3 separate regions of the Mus musculus genome follow, and all the other regions are linked to region 1. Evidence: chromatin contacts called from public Hi-C and HiCAR-type data. All regions are on one chromosome and are shown on one strand. The core of a region is the stretch at or near the end of the contact, and the rest is flanking DNA. Distances in the headings are between cores, read along the strand shown. Region 1 overlaps Musk (muscle, skeletal, receptor tyrosine kinase). Region 2 has its middle 21 kb from the start of Olfr267. Region 3 has its middle 110 kb from the start of Lpar1.

Evidence for each region. A called contact is a pair of places that touch in the nucleus more often than the background predicts. HiCAR-type assays count read pairs that join an accessible place to other places.
Region 2: a contact with region 1 is called in a HiCAR-type map of fibro-adipogenic progenitors, with 6 times the contacts expected there. The contact joins two enhancer-like sites. A contact is called at or near these places in 1 of 484 Hi-C or Micro-C datasets (bone marrow-derived macrophages) and 1 of 115 datasets of contacts at active chromatin or transcription factors (fibro-adipogenic progenitors).
Region 3: a contact with region 1 is called in a Hi-C map of uterus. The contact joins two enhancer-like sites. A contact is called at or near these places in 3 of 484 Hi-C or Micro-C datasets (bone marrow-derived macrophages and uterus) and 2 of 115 datasets of contacts at active chromatin or transcription factors (acute myeloid leukemia and fibro-adipogenic progenitors).

Annotation. Positions count from the first base shown.
Region 1 is chr4:58,328,868-58,332,949 of GRCm38.p6, reverse strand. The region is part of intron 6 of Musk (muscle, skeletal, receptor tyrosine kinase); the gene reads right to left. Among named protein-coding and RNA genes, the nearest start is that of Musk, 45 kb to the right of the region's middle. Within about 2 kb of position 1,904, at least 55 of the 459 cell types and tissues checked have an H3K27ac peak or open chromatin away from gene starts, as enhancers often do. A contact at or near this core is called in fibro-adipogenic progenitors and uterus, where this site is marked.
Region 2 is chr4:58,762,954-58,767,035 of GRCm38.p6, reverse strand. No RefSeq gene overlaps it. Among named protein-coding and RNA genes, the nearest start is that of Olfr267, 21 kb to the left of the region's middle. Within about 2 kb of position 1,820, at least 18 of the 459 cell types and tissues checked have an H3K27ac peak or open chromatin away from gene starts, as enhancers often do. A contact at or near this core is called in fibro-adipogenic progenitors, where this site is marked.
Region 3 is chr4:58,661,933-58,666,014 of GRCm38.p6, reverse strand. No RefSeq gene overlaps it. Among named protein-coding and RNA genes, the nearest start is that of Lpar1, 110 kb to the right of the region's middle. Within about 2 kb of position 2,199, at least 18 of the 459 cell types and tissues checked have an H3K27ac peak or open chromatin away from gene starts, as enhancers often do. A contact at or near this core is called in uterus, where this site is marked.

The DNA of each region.
Region 1 (4,082 bases), core at 655-3,154:
AGGAGCGTTTAGGATAAGTGTGAGGAGGAGTTTGAGTCTCCTGCGTTTCTTATGGTTATACATCTTCACCAATTTAAAAAAAAATCAATCTTCAGGCTTAGCAGTTCTATCCTGAATTAAAAAGAGAGTGGTGAAAACTCAGAGTGAATTGGAGAACGCAGTTCAGAAGATGAGCTACATTTCTGTCCTCCTTTTCTGATTCAGTGGAAACTGAATCCTCATTAAGTTTATTTACTTTCCCAGAGTAACAGCAGTGATGGTAATGAGCCTGGTCTCATGCCTTCTGATGTTAAGTCCAACAGGCTTTTAAGCTATTATGAAATCTTTTTGTTTTCCTATTGTCAACATATTTTATGCTCTTTTCTGATGTTTTCTAGGGCCCGAGCCCAACACATGACAGGAATTCTAAACCCTAGTTGTCATGGCAATTTGACTTAGCTCTTCTGGTTCATGAAATTCATAGAGTTCATGTGGACAAGGGGGAAGATTGACAAAACAGTCCCAGCGAGGCTGGACCTCCTCAGCAGTCCCTTTATCTTTTGACCTCTTCAGAAGGTCACATCACTCAAGGGTATACAAATGTGCCTATCTCCCTTGACACCTGGATCTTTGGTTGGTGCAAAATTGAATTAACTTGACTTCCTATCTTTTGATATTGAGGACTCTAAGATGTGTTATTTATAACACCATTTGGGGTCAATCACTTTAAATATGTTAATGTTGTATCCCAAAGTTGAGAGGACAGAAAAGTGATAAAAATGTCATGTTCAATGACAACAGTGCTGAAAAAGTACTAAGTTTTTTTTTCTTTTAATATAGTGAATGGTTAACATGCAGTTGAATCTGTCTCTTAAAACTAAAATTGAGGGCTAGAGGTATAGTTTCCTGGGTAGAGTGATTGCCTAAGTTATACAAAGCCCTGGGTTCAGTCCCTAGCACCACATAGACCACATGGAGTAGGACATGTCTGTAATCCCAGCATTGAGGAAATAAAGGCAGGAAAATTGGAGTCCAAGTGGTCATCTTCAGCTACATGGGAGCTTGAGGTCAACATGAACTACATACCATATGACGTTATCTAAAAAATAACAACAATAACCTGGCTTTAGAAGGTCCTGGTATCTAATTAAACACCCAACAAAAATCAGAGTTCAGGAACACAAGAAGCAATATCCTGGAGATCATGTTTGTCAAACTCAGAATGCAGAAAAAAGAGGGAAGAAATCTGCTATGCTCTGAAAGAGATTTAAGGGCCATATCATCTAAGTGCTCACTTTGGATTCTTATTTTCCCCACTGAATCCAAGTTCACAGGCTGTTCTCTTTTGACAGCCAAACCCAGGCTGACCGGCATTCTAGCAGGGGTCAGCCACATAACTGTTCTTGTTTTCTGGTGATAGTAATGGAGATCTAGGCTATGCCACACATCTGTAACACATGGCTGGAATAGTGTGTGCAGGGGCTGGCACTGCAGGTTTGGAGTTGAGTCACTGTAATCGGAAGCACATGGGGCTCACTGCCTTTGAGCACTGAGAACAGTGTGGGCCTTGTAAGACTGGGAGTTGGATCATGTTGGTTTCAGTCTTGTTACAGCAGTGTTCGAATGGCTTGACTGAGCCCTTGGACTTGAAACGAGGGCCTTTTGGATAAAAACTAGGACAATAAAAACAAACTGGAAAAAATAGGAAATCTAGATTCTTTCTCCTATTTTGATTTATAGAAGCAAATGTTTTAATTCGAGAACTTCAAATTCTTCTTGGAAATGTAGTAACAAGGGTGGGTTTATTGCGTTCTGATTTACAGCATTTCTCTTTTCTTTTGGCAGCTATTGCATTATATGGATTGCCACTTAGGTACATTGCGAAACCCTTGATGGTCTATATTGCACAACACAGCTAAGCATAAGTGAGATAGTGAATAAGTCAGCCAGCTGCTCTTGCACAGCTCATCATGATGTCGAACTTCATGGATCCCCTATCCTGCCTGATCCAGTGCTTTCTAGGGGCTCTGTTTGGGCACACGTGATGGGTACTATTGGCCACATAGGTGTATCCGAGACTATAAAACTGCTAATAAATAGTTGTTCTCTCCAAAGTGGACTTCATCATTAAGTGCAGTGTGTTAAGAGAAGAAAATGACCGGAGATTACACTGAAGCCAGCCTATCCCACACTCTTGAGTTATCTCCAAAAGACAAGAGTCGGCCTTCCCTTTGCAGTAGTGACAGACATCTTCAAGCTTTCCTTTCACTTTTCCTCCTCCCAAAGGAGGTTCTAAGCACACTCCATACCTTTGGGTTCCATTGAAATGTCTTGTTTTCATTGTGCCCTCCATGCCCCTCATTCTGGTTATATTCACATATCACTTAGCACCACTTGACAACTGTGGGTCCTTTATTTATTTGTTTTGTGGCTGTCCCTCTCCCTAGGATGCAAACATTATCAAGGTCTAGCTTGGCTTTGCCCATCACTGCAGGCTGACCTATATATGTGGGTCTCTGTGTATTGCTAGATGTACCCTGCCTGGTAGAGGGTAAGAAATCATAAGTATTTGTTAAATGAATAAGTGGATGAGTAGGAGAGTGAGTGGGTGACTTTTCTGGTAAGCTAAGGCAAAAGAAGTTATTTATAGTTTGTGTAGGTCAGCCCTGCTGGACCACCATTCTTTTGCCTATCATACCTCTATGAAGGGAAAGAGCTTGATATGCGGGTGGAAGTTTACCAAAAGGTTACCAGGTCAGGACTTCTCTACCCAGACATTAAGATGAGTCATGGGAAAGGCTGGAGAGGCAAGCATGACAAACACATGTTACGCTAGTCTCCTTGTTAGCTAGATGAGAAGGCTTCCTTCTTCGATCCAGCTTTATCAGCAATAAGGCTCGTGTGTGGCTCCCCATCTGTATTGGTTTCCAGTTTTAAATGTGAAAGGTGAAGGTGGGCTGAGAGAAATTCCAAACACTTAACAACCGTCCACAACAATCCCAGCAGCTGCAACCAAAAATAAAAGTCTGGCTAACTTCATCCCCTGCAGGAATGAACTTGGATATAGTTGGATAGCAGATCCCATTGCTTCGGTGGGTAGCCACAGGCGGAGAATGCAGCCTACGTCATCAGGGAGATGCTCAGTGATCAGGGGAGCTCGGTGAGATCTGCTTCCTAGCCAGTGAAACGCGCATCAAATGTCTTTATTTTGTAATTCACTTTCATGTAAGAAAACATGTTTTTGTTATATAAGCAAGCAAAGTGCTGAATAGGAGTTTGAAATTATTTAGTGATTCGGAGAGATTTTATAACTATTTTGATGTTACACTTCTCTTGCTACAGGTAATCTGATTTCACACGATCTAATCTTCCCATGGGTGAGTATGGCAGCACTCACCAGCACTATGAACAAAAGACGTGGCCAGTGCTGAGCCTTAGGATTTTCTGTTACAGAATCTATTCACATGTTTTGGGCTTTATGTCTCTTGGGTAAACTTGCAGCCCTATTTGAAGGTCAGGAATCCTACATCAAAACAGTTTATAACAAACAGAGGCATACTTCTTCTATCCCCACCCTGAACACCTGCCGCATTCATTTTCCAAATTGCTTTCAGATTTATAACCGGTCTTATGGTTTCCATTTTAAAGGGTGTACGTGTTCAGGAGCTATGTCCATCATAATTGTTCTTGTAATATCTTGGGAAATGCAGGGAGCAGGAAACCTAGGCCAACTCCTGAAATGACAGGTCTCTCTTCTTGTTAGAGGGCAGTTCAAGAGATTTCTCAAATTTCGGCCAGTTCTCTATTTCTGAATGGTTATTTCAAAGGAACAGTGAGAGCTTAGATATTTTACTTTCTCTTACTCTTTTCCTTCTGTAGTATTTCCTACCTTCCGTTGGAGAATTCTTTATAAAGGTTTCAAGGGATCAGTGACAGGCAGGAATAAAGGAGAAAGGGAGATGACTTAAAACTAACCCAGACTGCCAGGTGGAATGCTTTTACTTGATTGGTATTGTAAATAACCTGGTATCTAGAAAGAGGAAAACATTTTAGATACAGGTTAGGCCTCTCCTGTGGCTTAAATCTAAAATGTCTTCCACATG
Region 2 (4,082 bases), core at 571-3,070, 430 kb before region 1:
AAGAACGAAGTTGGAGGACTTACACTTTTGTTAGCAATACTTATTCTAGAGTTGTAGCACTTAAAACATTATGGTAATGGCACCATAATGTGCAGAACAATGGGCTAGAACTCAATGGCCAGAACTAAGTTCAGGTATCTAGTGTCAGTGGACCAGGATGCCAACAGTGTTCAGCAGGGCAAAAACCAGCCTATTTACAACAGAAATATCTTCATGCAAAAAAATGTATTTGGTCCTTATCAAACAAGTATGTGAAAGCCAAAACTATAACATTTGGAAAAACAGAGAAACAAATGTTCATGACCAAAACACAGTGGTTTCCTAGAAATGACACAAAAAAGTCTATGCAACAATACAGGTAAAGTACTAACAAATTAGTTTTGATCAAAATTAAAAATATTTGCTCATCAAAGGACACTATGAAGAAAGTGAAGAGGTAGCCCACAGAATATAAGAAAACATTAGCTAGTTAAGAATTGAATTAGTATATTATTTACCTGTTCTATGAAGAGTTTTGAAACAAAAAGACAACTGATTAGCAAGCAGGTGGAAGACTTGAATAGATAGCTACTGGAAGACATACCTGTGACCAGCAAGCACATTAAATGATGTTCATATTATTAGTCAGAGAAATTAAAGTTCAAACTATAATGAGAAACCCATGCCTTCCCATTGGAATAGCTAAAACAAGTGGGAAATAGCAAGTGCTGGCAAGGAATTGGAGAAATTGAAACTCATGCATTGCTGATGCAATAAGGTGTAGCTGCTGTGAAGAATAACTTGATAGGTCCATAAGCAATTATGTGCCCTGGAAATTCCACTTTGAGGTATATATCCAAGCAAATACTGTATACAAAGGCTCATTTCAGTACTAAAAATTCAAATAATTAAAATACAGAATGACTCATATGTTTATCAGCTGACTGATGGCTAAACAGATATGTCGTTCCTTATTCAGCCTTAAAAGTGAAGTACTGACTCATGTGACATGTATGGACCTTGAAGACATGCTAAATGAAGTAAGTCAGACACACAATCACTTGTATAGACAGTCCAGACTAGATACATTCCCTAGGAACTGAAAGTGGATTACTGATCATCTAGAGCTTCCTTTTGAAGTGATCACACAACACAGCATGAGCTAAAGTGATGAAATTCATGCTGTACGAATTTTACCTTAATAAAGAAATAAAAGTTTGATGCATATTAATTATAGTAAAAGCTTTGAAAGTTGGATGAAATAGACAAAATTGCTAGGAAAATAGAATAAATTAAATAATAAATGGAACACATATGAGACTTTTGGTAGCTAAAAATATTTTCATCAAACAACCTATATATTTTAACAAATACTCAAGGAATAAGTTACTCAAATTTTGGAACAGAAATGGGAATTTCCAAACTTGTTTTCTGGATATTGCATAATTGTGGAGTATAAACTGACCCAAAAGTACAGGCTTACTCTCATCAGACCAAAAGAAATTATGTCACTTCACAGTGTTTTACAGATGGAAATAGCATTTTATTAAAACATGCATGCTTTTCTAAATTACTCATGGGCGGCTGGCTAGGCTGCAGGCTACTCAGCCCACACATGGCTCTAAACCCCATAATGACAAGATCATGTAACAATCCAAGGGGCAATGGTACAAGGCTATCAGCAGGTATTCCTAATGCTTGAAACCCAGCTAATCTAGATTTGCATACTAACCTTTGCAGAACCCCACCTCAAAATCTTCTTCTAGCCCTGTGAAGGGAATGGGAAGGACAGAAGGCAGATTCTGCCTAGAGAAAATGAAAGCCTGTTGGGGAGGTGAGCTAATACCCAGCTGTAAGCTGAGCTAGGCTCCCCACAGAAACACTCAGTGTGTGTGTGGAATATCCTCTGAGTAACAGACCTTTCTTTGTTGATTTGAGTTATGTTTTTAGATCGCTGTTGTATAGTGTTTTAGTTTAGTATTGTAGTATGCCTTTCTTGCTCAGTGTTCACCAAAAGAGGCAGGGTTTCTTTGACCCAGGTGCCCCAAGGTAAGTATGGACATGATGCTGGACCAATAAGCCTGTCTCGTTTTAAGCAGAGGAATCCAGAAGGAGGAGATGGCAATTGCTCAGTTACCTTGTCACACCTGATTGTCCCTGTCCTGGGAGAGGTGTCGAGCTGTGGAGCAGGGTCGGTGAACTGATGTTGGGACTGACAGAGGAATGAAGTAAAGAACAGAGACCTGCCTACAGGGAGATGGAGTTCACTCTGAAGGCATGGCGGTGGGGTGGGAGTCCTGTCTAAGAAGGGCAGACATAATCACTGAGTACAAGGACTACATTAGCCATTTATTTAATTGGTGTAGGGTTGGAGAGCTCAGAGATTTATTATCTGTTCTTTCTGCTTTTGTATGGATGATGATGACCTGTGGAACTGGTTGTAAGTGAAGGTCCCTGGGCCTAGATCTCAGCAGTTCTGACTCAAAAAAACCAGTCTGGAACCCAGAAACTCGGCTTTTACAAACAGTCCTGGTGATTCTTGTGCCAGAAGGTCAGGGGCCACATTGAAAGTCCATAGTTTTCAGATGATTGTCTTTAAACATTCTTACCTTCTTATGAATCTTCATAGTATCTGTAACATAAAAAACAGAGCAAGTTTTCCTATTCTCGTGACCCTTTAATAAGTATTCCGAGCTGCTTCCATCTCCCGTATTTCTTTCTCACTCAAAGAGAAGTCAATTTCACTTCTACCTCAAGTCCTCCTTAGGAAAGTTTCGGAGATTAAAAGTTCCCTTACTTTTTTCTTAATCATTAGCTCACTCTCACCTAATTCACCCTTGGGACTGAGCCCCCTGGCCCTCTAGTTAGTAAGTGTGTATTTCCAGAGTGGCACTGCCTCTGGGGTTCTAAGCTATAATGAAGCCTCTTGAAACCCAGCTTCCTCCAGAGAAGCAAGGATTAGACTGAGACTTGTACATGGCCTAGAGGGAACAGTGTTATAATGAGGTACTGAGGTCCCACAGAAAACAATGTCTGACTTGTGTATTGTATTAACAAAGGCATTCTCTTGTGGTACATGCAGAGCTAAGTCAAAGTGGCTGTTTCTCCCAGAGGCCATGGGAAGGTGTCCTCAGAGGGAGCACCTATAATGAGGGATACAGTGCTAGGTGGATGTCCCATACTCTTTACAGATCCCTAAGCCTTTCTTGGTGACACCAGGTCCTCTCCTCAACTCCCACTTCTCTGTCTTCAGTGGGCACATGGATGAACCAAGCACACCATTCTGTGTTTATTCTCTCTCCTGCCTCATCAGAAAGAAAGAAGGGCCCCTCAACATTGAGTTAGCAGCACAGGCCCCACGCAGGGCAAGTATTAGCACCATGCTTGGCGCAGAACCATGTCCACAGTATCTGCTGACTTCCAGCAGCATCTTGGCTTGTGATTATTATGGACAGTCCTGGCTCACAAGAAGCCAGTTCCAATACCAGATTGCCTGCAGCTGTGCCTCCAGAGGAATTTTCATCAAAATCCTTTCCCCCATTTCCGTATAGTAGTTATCATTCAGCTGCAGGCAAAATGTAACTTTGGATGGAATTTAAATCTTGGAAAACAACATTCCAAAGTAAGAGAGGCACTGATAAACAGAAGTGATAGCATATTTTACACAAATGTTTTCCAAGCACACAGTTAAAAATGACCTCACATTTGATTTCTTTTCAGCTGCACAATTAATATTTTCCTGTAAACCGATGTGAAGTGGAAAACTTAAGGGTTCTTTGGAAAGTCGGTTGGTTAGTGTTTTGCTGGGGCAAAAACACTTGAATGAATGTTTAACTGAAGTGGACACAGGTAAAAGACTAAGGCAGACTCCTGAAGGAATGTTTCTCTGAAGCAAACACAGGAGAGAGGATGTTCTGCTAAAGCAAGCTCGTGAAAGGACACGTGATGAAGAATTCTTTGCTAACAACATGCATATATAGGTCCGCCTTACATTGCATAGTTGAGCTGCATTCATCAGGATTCCATAGAGAGAAATGCAATGAATGCTACAGCTAGCATTTCTCAGACTAATCCTTTTTTCCTTAGGATCCAAACAACAGACA
Region 3 (4,082 bases), core at 950-3,449, 330 kb before region 1:
CTGGTACAACCACTCTGGAAATCAGTCTGGCGGTTCCTCAGAAAACTGGACATAGTACTACCTGAGGATACAGCTATACCACTCCTGGGCATATACCCAGAAGATGCTCTAACAGGTAATAAGGCCACATGTTCCACTATGTTCATAGCAGCCATATTTATAATAGCCAGAAGTTGGAAACAACCCAGATGTCTCTCAACAGAGGAATGGATACAGAAAATGTGGTACATTTACACAAGGGAGTACTACTCAGCTATTAAAAACAATTACTTCATGAAATTCACAGGCAAATGGATGGAACTTTAAATATTATCCTGAGTGAAGTAACCCAGTCACAAAAGAACACACATGGTATGCACTCACTGATAAGTGGATATTAGCCCAAAAGCTCTGAATACCCAAGATATAATTCGTAGACCACATGAAGTTCAAGAAGAAGGAAGACCAAAGTGTGGGTGCTTCAGTGCTTCTTAGAAGGGGGAACAAAATAATCACAGGAGGAAATATGGAGACAAAGTATGGAGCAGAGACTGAAGGAAAGGCCATCTAGAGATGGCCTCATTACTCAGTTTGGCGCAAGCTGAAGCCATTTGCATGATGTGCTGTTCATTTGGAAGGATCTTACAGCCTTACGTCTCAGTTCATTTCCGTGGCAGACCCTGCTTCCTATGAGATTTCCAACTACATCAGTCACCCCTATCAGAGATCCAGGTTGTAGTACAAACCCATGGGGCCTGGGATTTAAAAAATAAAGTACACCCGGGTTTGAGGATCTGTTTCCCATTGTGACAATTAGCCATTGGTATAGTGATTTATTTTTCTCAACCGTCCATCGAACAAACCATTACTAGGTACCTGTTATTAGCCAGGACATTTCATGGGCCCTTGGGACTCAGTGCTTGGAGTTTACAACCTAGTTGGGATGATGGCTAGATGATAAAGGAGTGAGTAAACACATGTGTGCCAAAAGGTGCTAGTGCGAGCAGTGTGTAGGATGCGGTGTGAACACAGGCAACCTTCCATAGGTTTGCACTAAAGGAAGGCAGAAATGTGCTATTGCAGTTTAGGGTGAGTGGGGATTACAGGGATTGAGCGAGGGTTGTTTCTAAAGAGCCTCTAGTGCTCTTTCTACAGAAAATGAGGGTGCAGGTCAAAGAGGGAGTAATTGAAGCAGCACTGTTGCTGAGATGGAGAGAGTGAAGACATTACAGCTCAGTTGGAAGGCTCAGACAGAGGAGGGATGGGAGAGAACCAGGACAGAAGTTCAGAAAGTCTGTAGATTTGATGGTTAAGATACTGGCTGGTTGGTTCTGTTTCCTTAGTGACAAAAGACAGGTCTTCTCCTGAGACATGGGGACAATGGGCAGATGCTTGCTTGAAGAAAGTGGAAAAGGTTCAAGCCAGACCTTTTAGAGAGATGAAGAGTGAGGAAGGTGCAGATAGATGGGTGGACTGCCTTCAGCTGACGGGCCCTTTTGAGACTGTTGCCCACGGCCTGTGGGTGTAGCTCAGTGGGTCAGAGCTTGCTTCGCATGTGCAGAGTCCAGGATGTGCTGTGCTCCTATACTTGCAAGCCTAGCCCTCACTTGGCAGGTAGATGCAAGAGGTTCAGAAGTTCAAGGCCAGCCTGCCTCAAAAGTAAGAAAAATTATTAAAATGGAAAAAGAAAAGTGATCTTAACTAGAAGGGACTTTTTTTTTTGGTTTTGCTTTTCTTGTAGAAAATGCCTCTTTTATTATTTTTTTCTACTCATTTTAAAAATGATTATAGCATTGCCCTTATCCCTCTGCTTATTTATGTTTAATTTTTAAAGTATAGAACACCTCCATTCGTTGCCTTTTGAAGGCACTGCCCCCTTTCTCCGTCACTCTGACTGTCTAGAGATTGGTGGAGAGTAATGTTTAAGATTCATTTCGGAGATTCCATTTGTTTACTGAGCTTTTTTTTTCCTGGCCTGTCTAACGGATGAAGAATATTTCTTGGCAACACTAACAAACTAAAAAAAAAAAAAAAAGAGAGAGAGAGATTTATTTTCAAACAACTGCTTTCCTTCCAGATAATAGCAAATTACATAAAACATTTCTAGGTCAACCAAGGCAACTGAGAAATTTTGATTTTGACCATGGCTGAGACAATTTGCTGTGGAGATGGCCGCAGGCACACAGAGGCTCCCTAAGCCAGTTGGGGGCTGTAATTGATTTCATATGTGCTCTGAGTAATTCCGCAGATAAATGTCCCAGAGGTAGGGTTGCTGGGGAGTGCCTTGGCTGTTTCTAATAAAACCTTTTCTTAAAATCCCAAGGCTTTCTCCCCTATAGATGCACATAATTAAAGGATTTGAATGAGATGTATTCATGTTTGTTAATGACTTTCTACCTCTCTCTAATTACGACAGGAACACATAGCCTTAACTAAAAGTACAGACGTAACCAAGAGCCCAGCAACTACTGGATATTCACATACATACATCTCTCTAGCTGAGATCAGATAGGCTTGTAAAGTCACTTTTATGTGTTACCATGAGCTTTTTATTCATGTTTACAGTTTTCAAAGTATACATCCAATAGTCTTTTAACATTATATAGTAACCCACCCCCCAGTTTTCCATGCTATCTCTAGATTCCTAGAGGTAAGGCTGTTGGGGCCACCACGGGGCTTGGGCAGTCAGGAATTGGGAGGCAGGTCATAGAGCTGGTTGACACCATACTCCGCTGTACCTTTTAAACAGCAGCTCCACGCAAAACTCATTTTAAGCTAAGCTTTTGCATCAAATGATTTTCTCTAAGAGAAATATCACTATGTGCAGCTCAGGCTGGCGTTGATCTTGCTGTGTAGTCCAAGTTGGCCTTGAAGTTCTGATCCTCCCTAAATAAAACTTTTGGAGAAGTGTTCTCATGCATAGATACTTTTGCAGTCACCATTAATGGCTGTTTAACCATGTTGTATTTCTTGCCTGTTTTTCATTTCTATAGCTGAAATAAAGTTATGGGCAGCTTTGCACACACAGAGCTGGATCCTGATCTATAATGCTTTGACTTAGGGGTTTTCAATTTAATTTTAGTGACATGAAAGCTGTATGCATTCGTTGGGAGCTGTCCTTTCTCGTTCAGTTTTGCTTGTATTGTGGACTAGTGTTATCTGGTGCAGTGTGTGCTCCTGTTGCTGGACAGTCATAGTGAGTCTTAGCTCCTAGTTGAATACCATGTTCATGAGGGTAACTGTCGATACTGTGTTGTCTGTGTGTGTGTGTGTGTGTGTGTGTGCAAGTCTGTTCATGCACATGTGTGTGTGCAGGCCAGAAACTAACATCAGTGTCTTTCTCTATTGCCCTTCACCTTTTATTTTAAGACAGGGTCTCTCATTGAACCTGGAGATCATCATTTTGGCTTGACTACTTGGCCTACCAATCTCCAGGATCCATTTGTCTCTGTTCCATGCCCCAACCCAGGGCTGTGTTATAGACATGTGCTGATATTCACGTCTAGTTTTTACTTGAGGGTAGAGGATCTGAATTCATGACCTCATGCTGTCACGGGAAATACTTTCCTCCCTGAATGTCCTCTCCAGTCTCATTTTACTTATTTATATATTTTGGATATCATATTTTGTGGTTGTATTTTCACATTTGAAAAATATTCATCCACATAATGTGCCTATTTGTGTGATAAATGCATTTTTGACTTCCAGTATTTTCAAGTTATAATGAGCTTATCAGAACAGAACTATATTGTAACAAGGAACATTTGTGTGTGAGTCCCTCTGTGTGTAATTCATGTATATACTGGAGGATTTACAAAGCTACGGAATTCCTGGGCCAAGAAACTGATACTATTAAATTATGCTGCAGAAATAGGAAAGGGTGGTTAGTTCTGCAGTGCAAATCCCTCACAGCAGTGTGGAAACTGACATGCCTGCAGAGCACAGATGGTGTTCCTCGGTTGTCTTCTGTACAACGGTTGAGAAGTATCACACTGCAGCTGTCTTAATAGCCCCTATCTGTCATGAGAGGCTAAATTCTAGCCATGTGCTTACCAGAGCTTCTTTCTTACACAGATTGTCTATTTCCTTAAGTATTGTTCCTC